2 separate regions of the Urocitellus parryii genome follow, and region 2 is linked to region 1. The links are chromatin contacts, called in public Hi-C maps. All regions are on one chromosome and are shown on one strand. The core of a region is the stretch at or near the end of the contact, and the rest is flanking DNA. Distances in the headings are between cores, read along the strand shown. Region 1 holds the start of Pif1 (PIF1 5'-to-3' DNA helicase). Region 2 holds the start of Spg21 (SPG21 abhydrolase domain containing, maspardin).

Region 1 (6,568 bases), core at 1,576-4,075:
TCTTTCTGCCAGGGCCTACCTGCCTAGCCTCACAGCCTGCAACAGAGAGATGAAGGTCTTGTCCGCCTGCCTCCACACTTCAGTGAGCTCCAGGGTCACTGGCACACACCTCTTCCAGCTCTTGGCCTGTTTGGGGTAAGGGTGGGGGGTGGGTCAGGGAACACAGCTAACCCCGCCCCCCGGGGGGGCAGGGCCAGGGGGTGAGTGGTACCTGGAAGCAGAACTGAGGGGGTTGGGAGCCCTTGGTCACTGGTGGCAGCTGCAGGAAGTCCCCACAGATAATGAGCTGGATCCCTCCAAATGGCTTGTTCTGCTGGCGGACAGCTCTGGAGGGGAGCAGGTAGTGCTTTAAAAAAGCTAAGTAGACAATTCCACTTGGGAAATAACCAGATTCTGGCCTCAGTTACTACCCTCACCATATATACTAACCTGGCCACAGCCTCCAGCTTATCAAACAAGTCTGCCTCCACCATGGAGATCTCATCAATGATCAGCCTCTGGCAGTTCAGCCAGGCCTGCCGCACGCCTGGCCGCTGTGCCAGAGCCACACACTGGGCCAGGGGAGCCTTGCCTGAGCCGATGCCTGTGAATGAAACTACTCATCCTGAACTGAGACCCCAGCCCCCATCAATGCTGCCCTCCTTTCCCTCCACCCCAGAAGTCTGACTTGCTCTTATCTCAAGCCCCAGGGGCTCCCACTTACCTGCAAAAGCATGGAGGGTAGTGCCCCCAATGTGGCAGGCTGCCACCCCAGTGCTAGCAGTGGCCACTGTGCCTGTGGGGGGCAGTGAGCCCAGGATCCGCTTCAGCAGATATGACTTCCCAGTCCCTGGACAGGAGGCAAAGTCAGGGCTGCCTGTTCTTCCATCCTACCTCCCCACCCCGTCCCCTCCACCCCTACTCTGCCCCTGCTACCTGCGCTCCCAGTGAAGAAAATGCTCTGGCCTTTTAGGACAACCCTCAGCACTGCAGCCTGTTCCTCAGAAAGCTGTGTCTTGGTGGGGAGCAAGCTCAGCCTCTTCACAGGCAGAGGCCACCTTGGGGCTTCCTGATGGAGACAGGGCTGTCTCAGAGCCTCCTCCCACCTCCCCAGACATTACTCTCCCACCCTTCTTGATCTGTGTTCAATACAGACTGTTGGCTTTCTCCCTGGGTTGGCTTCACTCCCTGGTACCCTAGGACAGCTCTGGTTCACCTGGAGATTTTGCCAGTAACTATTGGGTCTCTCCTCGTGCCCTGAAGATCCCCAGTGTATGGGTCTGGATCCTCCCTCAGCTTCCTCCTCTGGGTTCCTTCACCTTTCTGGTTCTCTCACCCAAATTTTCTTCTCATTTCTCCTCCTATTCCAAAATTCTCGCCTCAAAATATCCAAGCAAAACCCTGCCCAACTAAGGCCCCTTCTTGTTCCATCTCTAGCTTCTCGCCAGCTTAGTCTCAAAACCCTGTGGTCATCAACCAACCTGCCCCAGTCCAAAAATGGTTGTCAGTCCACCAGACATGTTTCCCTCATTTGAAGGGAATGTTGACTGTCCAGACACTGTTGACTGCTTCACTTCTCCCCAAATACAATAATATACTCCTAATTTTCCTTTTTTTGTGTGTGTATGTGTGTACAAGGGATTTGAAACCTGGGATGCTTAATCACTGAGCCACATCCTCAGCCCCCCGCCCCCACTTTTAAATATGTTTTATTTTGAGACAGGGTCTTGCTAAGTTACTTTGGACCTTGCTAAATTGCTGGGGTTGGCTTTGTACTCAAAATCCTCCTGCCTCAGCCTCTGGAGCTGCTGGGATTATAGGCGTTGGTCTATTTTGCCTTCTTCTTTTTCTTTTTAAATTTACTTTGCCTTCCATTTTTTTAAAACTGTATTGGACACAGTACCTTTATTTTATTTATTTGTTTTTTAATGTGGTGCTGAGGATCAAACCAGCGCCTCGAACATGCTAGGCGAGCGCTCTACCGCTGAGCCCCCTACTTTGCCTTCTTAAATCGCCTTTTCTGGCGTTCTCTTATCTTTTATTATGGCCTGGACTCTCATTACCTGTTCTTGCTTATTCAGGTTCAGGGCTTATATATGGGAAGCACAGAAGAGTCCAACGACCCTGTCATACTCCATGACCTATGGCATCTCTGAGCTCACAGCTGTTCCCTGAATATCGCCACAGTCTAGTCCCCCACACTTGGGCCTCCTTAGTCTCTTCCATCTTAATGATTAAGCATACCTAATCCCAAAGACATGCCCATTCTCCCGTTCTCACCATGCTGGGCTTGGCTCCAGTCCCGGGTTCCATCGGCTGCTTGACCAGCGTGGTGTCTAGAACCCGCGTTGCTGCCACACGCCGCAGCTCCTCCGGCTGCACTGGGCTGATGGTGACGAAGTCGCGGGGTCGAGGGCTGAGCAGCTTCGCGCGGGCGGAGGCAGGCCCGGGACCCGGGTCCGCAGCCAGCTTCAGACGCAGCGTGCGCAAGAAACGCCGCAGGCGGTCCGGGGGGCAGTCGGAGAGCAACAGCTGCACGGCTCCCGCCCGGGGAACGGCGTCTGCTGGGAGCCTCAACGTACTGCGCCCCGCCGCGGCGAACCGTGTGAAGAGACGCGCGGCGCGCAGGGGGAAGCAGCGCGGTTGCCCGGCTGGCCCCGGAGCCTGCAGCCGCAGCATCAACTCACGGCGCTCGTTTCGACCCAGGCTCAGCTCCGCGGTGCGTAAGGTCTGGCGTTTCCGTGGCTGCCCTCCTGGGCTCAGCTCTTCCACCGCCACACGGCACCGCAGGTCCGCGTGGTCACCTTCCGCTGCCGCCACCTGGGTGCTCGAGAGCATTGCTACCACCTCTGCAAGTCTGCGAAGAGACCGGAGCATAGAGGTCACAGAGATTCAGGATATAATAGGTGGTCCGTAACCGGGAACCCTGTCACACAGGGTCATGGACATTCTCACTGGTAACACAAGGAAGTCACTAGAAACGGTAAAAGGTCCCTGGGGCTAATCGAAAGCCCACTCTAGAAATATACTCTAGGGGCAGCGTCAGAAACTGAGAAACCTCGGTTGTCCTGCTAGGACCCCGCATTTCATGGGGGCATGGGCGGAGGAGGAGGATGAGACAAAAAGGCCTGCTTTGCTTTGAGACCCAAAACCAGCCGGTAATCGTCATGGCCCTCTCTCGGAAAATCAAGAGAGTCTCAAGTGTGGAGATGGGAAAGGGACTTACATGAAATGTGCGCCTTCTGTTTTCCAAGTTAGGTTTATGGATAGCCAGGCAGGTCTCTATTACAGAAGTGAAAACAGACTGAGAGAGACAAACTTTTTTGCCCTTGACTAGTAGGTCTCACGGTCAGTGTGATTCTAATGCCCGGAGTTTCCCACCTCCAAGGTGGGGGTGGGGTGGAAAATATTTGGCAAAGGAATTCACAGGTAAATCCCGGGGTCCCGGAAAACCCGGAAACCGTGCTCCCTCCGTCTGACCCACTCATCTGTACCTTCCCGACGGGGACCCCTACAAGAACCAGATTCTCTGCCTCCCATTTCAAAGGTCGAGCAGGAACTCACTTGTGCGGGCAGTCGCAACAATAAACCGGCAGACAGGCGAAGCTGACAAACTAGGAACTTTCAAATACTTGGGATAGAAAAATCAACCTATGACAGGTCGGGTCTTTAAATCCTTCAGCCAATCAACAGCGTGGGCGTGCCCATGGGGGCGGGGCTTTCGTTGGTTCCCACTTCCAGAAGCTTGGGTCTGAGAATCGCACACCCGAGGAAAGTTATTTGTGATACCCCAGTTTACTTATATGATTGAGCGTGGTGTAAGGAGGCAGAAACTGCTTTGATTGGCTGCTTTGATTGGCTTGAACTTCTGCTCCAGTCTCACAATGCAACTCTGAAGTTTTGAGAATTATTCTATCAACACCCTCCCTCTTACCCCTAGCTCACACGCTGCGGCTCACTCAGTTTCCACTCAGTACCATTGTTCACTTCCGAGTAAATCACCCCATGGCTTACCGAGTCCCCTATCCTGCCCCACAACACTCTTCACCCTTCTCTGCCCTTTTAAGAATCTTTTTTTTTTTTTCATTTGTCTTTCCCTCCCTGCTGATGCCCATAGGAAAGGAACTCTGAAATCTGTGCCAGGTATCAAAAGGGTATAAGAAAAGGAAGGATTCCCAGGCTTCAGGGAATTCTTTTTTTTTGGGGGGGGGGGAGGGCGGAGGGGAGGGGTACTGGGGATTGAATTCATGGGCACTCAATCACTGAGCCACATCCCCAGCCCTGTTTTGTATTTTGCTTAGATAGAAACTCTCAGAGTTGCTTTTGCAGAGGTTGGTTTTGAATTCGCGATCCTCCAGAGCCCATGGGATTACAGGCGTGTGCCACTGAGCCTGGCTCTTCAGGGGATTTTTTTTTTTAATTTTGTTTTAGTTGTTGATAGACCTTTATTTTACTTATTTATATGCGGTGCTGAGAATTGAACTCAGTGCCTCACATTTTTTTTTTTAAAGAGAGAGTGAGAGAGAGAGAGAGAGAGAGAATTTTTTAATATTTATTTTTTAGTTCTCGGCGGACACAACATTTTTGTTGGTATGTGGTGCTGAGGATCGAACCCGGGTCGCACGCATGCGAGACGAGCGCGCTACCGCTTGAGCCACATCCCCAGCCCAGTGCCTCACATTTGCCAGGCACATGCGCTACCGCTGAGCCACAACCCCGGCCCTTCAGGGGATTCTTATCCCTCTTGTTATACTGGATGCTCTGAGAATTTGTTTTTAAATTCTCATTCTCGTTTTTGCCTCGTCAAAACTTGGAATGACAAGCTAAAAGATTTTTACGGGTGAGTACAACCACATCATTTTACAGATAATGATAGCTCCCATATTTCTGTGTGTGTGTGTGTGTGTGTGTGTGTGTGTGTGTGTGTGTGGTTGAACCCAGGGCACTTAACCCCAGCCATTTTTTTTTTCCTTTTAATTTTGAAACAGAGTTCCCATTGAGTAGCCTAGGGTCTCACTAAATTGCTAAATTGCTGAGGCTTGAATTCCTGTTCCTACTGCCTCATCCTCCAGAGCTGCCAGGATTATAGGCATTGGCCTAAGGGCCCAGCACTTTTCTTTTCTTCCTTTTTTGGTACTAGGGTTTGAACTTAGGGTACTAGACCACTGAGCCACAGTCATCCCTATTTTTTGTATTTTATTTAGAGATAGGGTCTCACTGAGTTGCTTAGTGCCTTGCTGTTGCTTAGGCTGGCTTTGAACTGGTGATCCTCCTGCCTCAGCCTCCCAATTTCCTGAGGCTGGCCTTGAACTTATGATTTTCCTGCCTCAGCCTCCCAAATTGCTGGAGTACAGGCAAACACTACCACAACTAGCTAACAAAACTTTTAGAAAATTTTCTTCATCAGTGTTGTCTTGACATATCGAGTACCTGTGACATAGGTTTTATTTTTTATTTTTTTAAATATTTATTTTTTAGTTGTAGTTGGACACAATACCTTTACTTGTTTTTATGTGGTGCTGAGGATCGAATCCAGGGCCTAGGGCTTGCTAAGCAAGCACACTACCACTGAGCCACAACGCCAGCCCAACATAGGTTTTATGTATAAGTAAATAAATTTACAGATGTAGCTAATAATTTTGAGTCCAGCGTGGTGTCCCATGTCTATATTTCTACCTACTCCAAAGGTGATCACAGGAGGATTGCAATTTCCCAGCCAGCTTTGGCAACTAGGTGGGACCCTGTCTCAAAATAAAATTAAAAGGGCTGGGGATGTAGTTCAGTGGTAGAGTGACTGTCTAGCATGATCCAGGCCCTGGGTTGAATCCCCAGCACCAGAAAGTAAAATTGAGATATGGGGATTATTCAGAGAATCAGAGATTTGACAAAGGAAGAAGACCAAGAAGGGAGGGAGGGAGGAAGGCAGAGAGAGATATGTTACTGTTACTGCTGGCTTTGAAAATAGAGGAAATAGCACCTGTGATGCAACAGGTTTCTAATCCTAGGAGCTCCAGAGGCTAAGGCAGGAGGATAACAAGTTCGAGGCCAGCCTCAGCAACTAAGCAAGGCCCTAAGCAATTTAATGAGTCTCTGTCTCAAAAATAAAAAATAAAAAGGACTAGGGATATAGCCCAATAGTAAAGTACTCTTGGGTTCAATCCCCAGTTTAAAAAACATATGTAGAAATAATTCTTCTTCTCCTCCTCCTCCTCCTTCTTCTTTTTCTTCTTCCCAGAAATTGAACCCAGGGGTGCTTAACCATTAAGCCAATCCCAGCTCTTTTATATTTATATTTTATTTTGAGACAGGGTCTTACCTAATTGATTAGGGTCTCTCTAAATTGCTAAGGCTGGCTTTGAACTTGCCATCCTCCTGCCTCAGCTTCCTGGGCTTTTAGGTTTTACAAGTGTGCACCACTGCGCTTGGCTACATAGTAATTCTTTGTTTTTTTGGTACCTGGGATTGAACTCAGGGTACTCGACCACTGAGCCACATCCCCAGCCCTAATTTGTATTTTATTTGGAGACAGGGTCTCACTGAGTTGCTTAGCGCCTTGCTCTTGCCCTGCTGAGCTGCTGGGATCACAGGT
Region 2 (6,568 bases), core at 1,061-3,560, 160 kb after region 1:
GAGAGATTCCACCCAGCTGTGACTAAATTTTTGCAGGGACAAGTGATTTTAACACTTGTGCATGTTTGGCAGTAATGAAAGGTGAGACAGATAGCAAATGTTGCATCTGACCAGCTGATGTCTATGAGAAAAAGGCTCCCTGCTGCAAAGTGAAAGCAGCTGTGAGTGGTATGAAAAGGAAAGTTTGTTCTAGCTCTCTTTCATCCTCTAAAGGGGTAGATACTTTTCCAAGTCACAAGAGAAACATTCTGTCTATGGCACAGAAGGTTAACTGAGATTGTAACCAAACTGGTCAGGATGAAATAAAAAAGAATGTGGATGGTAAACTCAACACTGTTTGATCTTTTGTCATTTGGTTCTTCACAAAAACAAAAGCACCTTTTCAGGCTAGGGGGGAAAGGGCCAGAGAATGGTCTTAATCTTGATTAAGCCACAGTCCAGGGGTGTTCTGGACACCCAGTTCTCTAGCCCTTTCTTGTGCTGCGGATCAATAAAACAGCTAGTTGAGATGAGTGTGTACCATCCTTCAGGAAGTCAACAGAATCTCCCAGGCTTTAATCAAGGAAACATTTTACAAATGTCACATATCCGGCTTAACCAGTCACAGATTTCTGACCCCTTATCTTAATCTATAGTTGATTTACATATAGAAAACATGTGATTTATTAATAATACTAGCAAAATATATATATGAACCCAACTCTTCTCCAGGTGATACATTTGGCGTGGCTTTTTTTTTTTTTTTTTTTTTGCCAGAGATTGAACCCAGGGCTTCAAGAATGCTAAGCACTTACTTTTACCACTGAACTAACCCCAGCCCAGCAATTGGCTTTTAAATTCAGGTCTCCTGGGCTGGGGTTGTGCCTCAGTGGTAGAGTGCTTGCCTAGCAAGTGTAGGACCCTGGGTTCCATCCTCAGCACCACATAAAAATGAATAAATAAAGGTATTGTGTCCAAATACAACTAAAAAATAAATATTTAAAAAAATAAATTCAGGTCTCCATTCCTTACCATACTAATGTATAGCTATCTTTTTTTCTTTTTTTTTTAAGATTTCTTCAAGGGAGATGTATACCTCTTTATACCTCTTTTCTTCAAAAATCTATTCCATTATCTATAAATCTCAAAGCAGGAAAAGCTGCCTACCCAACATCTCTTCTGCAACACTTCTTGAGCTAACAGCGCAAAAGCTTTTGGAAAATTGAACACAGCTACTAGGTTACTGCTTAGTCTGTTGAATCTTTCCAACAGAAGCTGGACCACTACAAATGGAGACAAAAAAAAGAAGCATAAGCTTCTAATTTATAACTTCCCAAGAAAAGAAGAGGAAAAGTGCGACAGTGGACCTGCCACTTTCCTCATCCCCCATTCATAAACCACATACCTGGCCTATCACTTTCGGGCTGAGGTACAATCCCCCAAACGACTGGCCTCTACTCAAACGTTTCTTAAACGTTTACTGAAATAGCCAGTTGCGGTGGCTCCCGCCTGTGATCCCAGCTACTCCTGAGGTTGAGGTGGAAGGATCGCCAAGTTCGAGGCCAGCCTGACAACTTAAAGAGATCTGTCTCAAAGTAAAAAAATAAGAAGGGCTGCTGGTGTAGCTCAGTGTGGAGCGCCCTTGAGCTCAATCCCTGGTACAAAAAAAAAAAAAAAAAAATTACTGAAATAAAATGTTTTTGGGCTATGTCCTCACGATCCCAGGATGAATATGCAGGAGGATGCCCTGATAAAGCCTTCTGCCTTCCCCCAACCCCCACGAAGAGGCTCCAAACAGTCCTCATCAGTCCCACCAGTGACAGCCACACAAAGGTAGGGAGGGTCACAGGCACACCGACCACCACCCATGAACTCAGACTTGGCCTCAGACATAAAAACACTGAGACACACTCACACACGTACGCAATCACGTGCATGGTCACATGAACCGGCCCACTCGGGGGCTACACACAAAGTCACACCCGGCCGAGGCAGCCGCGCATGCTCCATACACACCCATCTACAACCCCACACACATCACACACCTACATTCCCGATTTCCATAGCTTCACCGACCCCTCACCTGCCGTGGCCACCCCCACGTCCCTTTGCTTCCAGCTCCAGGCGGCTCTTTGCTCCTATATCCGAGTAGATGGAGGCGGCTGGGACCCGCAGCCAGAGCCCGGAGGACCCGCAGACACAGCTGGCGGGGGAGCAGGGGAGCGCTGGAGCCCGGCCTCCGAGGGGCGGGGCGCGCGGCCGAGCAAGCCCGGGCCGCGGCGCTCCCTCCTCCGGAACCGTGTGCTCCGCGGGCGCGAGCCTCCAGCTTCCGGGTTCGGAGGAGGGCGGGGCCACGTCGCGAGGAAGGGGCGGGGCTGCGTGGCTCCGGCGGTCACTATGGCGACGGCGCGGGCTGGAGACTGGGCAGGGAGACACCTGGCGCCATCAGGGATGCTGGCGGTTGTGGGGGCGGACATTAGTCCCAGCGGGGGCGACAGGCGCAGGACAAGGTCCGAGCTGTCACTGGGTCTGCCCTAGGTCATCTGTCTGACGTGGCCAGGAGGAAATTATGGTAATAGAAGAAAGGGGCGCTTGGCTTCAAGTTCGCGGACGGCTTCTCCGTCGTGGAAAGCTTTAAGGAAACACCTTTGGGTTATGGGCTTTGTATGCTCCTTGTGTCTTGGCACAGCCAGAGACACCCTCCACAGTTTTCCCTCAAAGCCTTCCCCTCCCGTATGCTGTGTCTTTTGGGATTTCTGGAAACATACTCCCACCCAGCTTCCCGTTCCTTCAGCCTAGGCTTGGCCTCAGACATACATCCTCTTCCTTCAGATATTGAAAATATTAATACTAATATTAACATTGTAATTACTATTAATATTGTAATCATTATTCTTAAGCAAGATATTGCAGGCGCCACGATTCCTTTATTTCAGTAAAATATTTGCAGGTTCAGTTTGAAATAATATGATAAGGTTGGATAACATGTAAATCTCCTTGTTTGAGGTTTCTTAGGGATCCTGCAACAAGATCTTGTTGAAAGTGCCTCTCTGATTTGTTTTAGTGAAAGCTTATACCCTGTTGAAAGGCCTGTGGACTTTGCCCTTTCTCTGGCAACTGTTGATGAGATTTAGGTCATGGTAGATCCCATTGGAAACTGCATCTCTAGTTGGGACTTCTGCCCTTTGGTTCTGGAGCCTCGGATACCAGTCTAGAATCTGGACAAATCCCAAAAGCATTCTCTCTCTCCCTATCTGTCTGTCTCTCTCTCTCTCTCTCTCTCTCTCTCTCTCTCTCACTATTTTTTTCCCCTCAATTAACTCTTTTGGAGGTGCAACTTAGTCACAGAAGAGCTCTTTTATTATAAGCATCATGTAGGTGTATGAGGTATGTTCCCCCAGACGAATTTAACATTGGGGGGCTTCCTCTCACAATTTTGTAATAGTTTAATGAATGGCCACTGGTTGTAAAACTCTTATGGGCAGATGCTGTGGGAGTATAAATCCAGAGCAAAGGGAACAAAGTGATTCAGTGCCTTAGCAGAAGATCTGGTCCATAAATAAGTGTATATTGAATTAATGAGTGGTAAATGAATCTGTCCACATCTATTCTTAAAACTGTATTTCTTAAATTCCACATCCCTAACCCTCACTTTAGTAATAGCAGTAAGGAGACCTAAGCTATGGATATACCTATACATGTTAAAAGTCCTTGTTAGTGTAGTAATAATAATTTTTAAAAAATTTTTTAGTTGTTGATGGACCTTTATTTATTTGTGGTGCTGAGAATCAAACCCAAGGCCTCACACATGCTAGGCAAGTGTTCTACCACTCTAATAATAATTTTTAACTTGACTATTGATACTTTAAAAAAACCTCCGTGGACCTGTTTTTTTGTTTTGTTACATATCTCCTTTTATCACAGTGTAAAAATGGGAATGTTTGATTGTTTTCCTTAGAAAAGGACCACATAGTCTTGTTTGTATCCTCAGTTGTTGCATAACACATGGCAGCACATTGTCCATTCTCTAACTTCATCAAGGAACATTTAATGTCTGTGAATTCCAGCTGTCTTGTAATGCACAACTGCAGGCAGCAAATTGTGGACCCAGGCAGGCCGCAGAGCAGGTGGACCTGGTATACAGAGCCCTAAGAATTTGCAGCTGTCAGCTGGAGTCTGCCAGATGGTTCCCATAGCACCTGTTCTTGTGAGAATCTCACTGAAAGACTGGAATGTTCAGAAAATATGCTGTGAACACCAAACAAAGTAAATAAATGGCCAGTTGGCTCTCAGAATTGCCCAAATCCATGTTCTGTCCCTTCTAATTGATCTTGTGACAGGATAACATTTTTAAAACACATCAACAAAGCAATCCTAGATATTTCTCTATACATGAATATACATATGTGAATAAATTTTTACAACTTTTGAGAAAAATATACACCAAACAGTATAGTGTTCACCCTTAAGGAGGAACTGGGGATGGAGAGAGTGGAAAGAAGAGCTTTGACTAGAGATTTAGTATTTGAGTTTATATAAAAATATATTTTTTATATTATTTGTGTGATCAAAATAATTAAAAGCAACTCTATTTGTGACTCTGCTGCTCTGAATCCTTCAGTAGCTCCCCACTGCATTCAAGCTGATATCCCAGGTACATAGACTTAAGCAGGTCTGGGTCTCTACTTGGCTGGCTGTGAGCCCAGTGTGCTTTAGCCATATCAACTACTTGAAGGGCTCCCAACACCACCTGATACCTTAGGTCTTTGGACTTTTCTTTTTTTTTTTTAATATTTTTTAATTGTCAATCGACCACAACCTCAGATCGAGCCTCTGGACTTCTGATAAAACTCTTCCCTCCACCTAGAATGCCTCCCTCCATTGGACCCATTAAAGTGAATACTCCTCTTTTGCCCCCAGAAAACCAGGGTGTGTACAAAGTGACAGAGAAACACAACACTTGATTTTTCAGACTAATACCAATTCTTAGAATACCATTATTTTAAAGTTTCCCAGGGTACAACTGACTGCAGTGTTACATACCAAATTATGCTGAGTCCCCAGATTGAAAATGAATGCTGTTTCCTCATTGCCAGATCAATTCTGTGTCAGATATATGCTGCACTGGGTGCTAGGACTAGCATGGAGTGGATATTCTGGAACTGCCTGAGAAGCATGCTGCTTGGCTATTCTATAGCTTGCAACCTAGAGACCTTATCAAACAGAAATTATATTCAGTTATTTGTAATTAACAATTTATTAGTTGCCCTCTGGGATTTAAGAAACCTGAGTTATATCCTTGGACAAAGATTTGTTTTGCTTCTCTTAAAAAGTTGGGGTAAATTATCTCTAAGACCCTTCCAACTCCAAGATATTAGGTTCTTAAATTTAGGAGAGTGATATTAAAGGATAACCCCCCACCTTGGTGATAGTAGGCATGAAACTTGGGGCTTTGAGCAAACTTTCTAACACTGAGCTACGTCCATTGCCCTCGCAATCATTCTCAAGTACTCATTTTTTTGCTCAGAAATGTTTTTATTTCCTGAACCACATGAAGAGTCCTTTTTAAAACAAAATCTTCTATAGTCTTCAGATTTCAAATTCTGATGTTGTCACTAGCTAACTGTTGTAGGACCCCCGTTTCATCATCTTGAAGATTAAATTTTGGATACTAGATTCTTGTCCGCTCTAAAGTGCTTTTCCTCCCTATAGGCATCCCCAAGCAGTTGCTGCCACCCAGAGGAGAAAATATTGTTCAGGCCCCAAAAAAGAGATTATACAGGCCTAGACTGTGATAATGCATTTAGTCAGGGATCTTGAGAAAAACAAGACAGAGTATAAAGAATTGGATTATGTGATTATGGAGGCTGACAAATCCCAAACTCTGAAGTAAACATGCTGGAAATTGAAGGTTGGTAGGCTCCCATCCCAGCAAGAGTGAATGTTTCAGCTAGCTCAAGTCCAAAGGCAGGAAAAAAAGCTGATATTTCAATTTGAAGGATGTCAGAGAAGAGGAATTCCCTCTTAGCCTTTTTGTCTTCAGCCGACTGGATAAGGCTCACCCACAATAGGTGGACAATCTGCTTTACTCAGTTTACCCATTCAAATATTAATCTCATCCAGAAACACCCTCATACGTGCTCAGAATGTTACACACTCTGTGGCCTAGTTGAGTTGACACATATTAACTGTACAAGGTGATGACAAAAGCTATCATTTGAGTGCCTACTATGTTCCAGGCACTTCCCTGGGCATCTTCCATATACATCCCTATTCTGCAAGGCAGGTCTTAATCGTATTTTTTCTTATATATTTATTTATTGAGATGGATCTTGCTATGCTACATAGGTTGGCTTGAATTCATGGGCTAAAGTGATCCTCCTATTCCCAAGCTCATATTTTTTTCTACTTTCTTTTTTTTTTGATCTAATTAGTTATACATGATAGCAGAATGCATTTTGATTCAGTGTACACAAATGGAGCACAATTTTTCATTTCTCTGGTTGTACTTAACCAAACTTTTAAACTGAGAAATCACAGTGTTAAAAATTTAATTGCCCTATGTCATTCAACTAGTACCGAGCAACTG

What was found. Hi-C and Micro-C count contacts between places; a contact is called where the count stands out from the background.
Region 2: a contact with region 1 is called in a Hi-C map of muscle, with 2.3 times the contacts expected there. The contact joins the promoter of Spg21 here to the promoter of Pif1 in region 1. A contact is called at or near these places in 2 of 2 Hi-C or Micro-C datasets (liver and muscle).

The regions. Positions count from the first base shown.
Region 1 is chr6:109,238,159-109,244,726 of mUroPar1.hap1, forward strand. It overlaps Pif1 (PIF1 5'-to-3' DNA helicase), which reads right to left and starts at 2,826. Exons shown (of 12, transcript XM_026384892.2): 1 at 2,260-2,826; 2 at 916-1,048; 3 at 704-829; 4 at 430-583; 5 at 212-326; 6 at 20-126. The coding sequence starts at 2,817.
Region 2 is chr6:109,398,838-109,405,405 of mUroPar1.hap1, forward strand. It overlaps Spg21 (SPG21 abhydrolase domain containing, maspardin), which reads right to left and starts at 2,311. Exons shown (of 9, transcript XM_026384814.2): 1 at 2,063-2,311.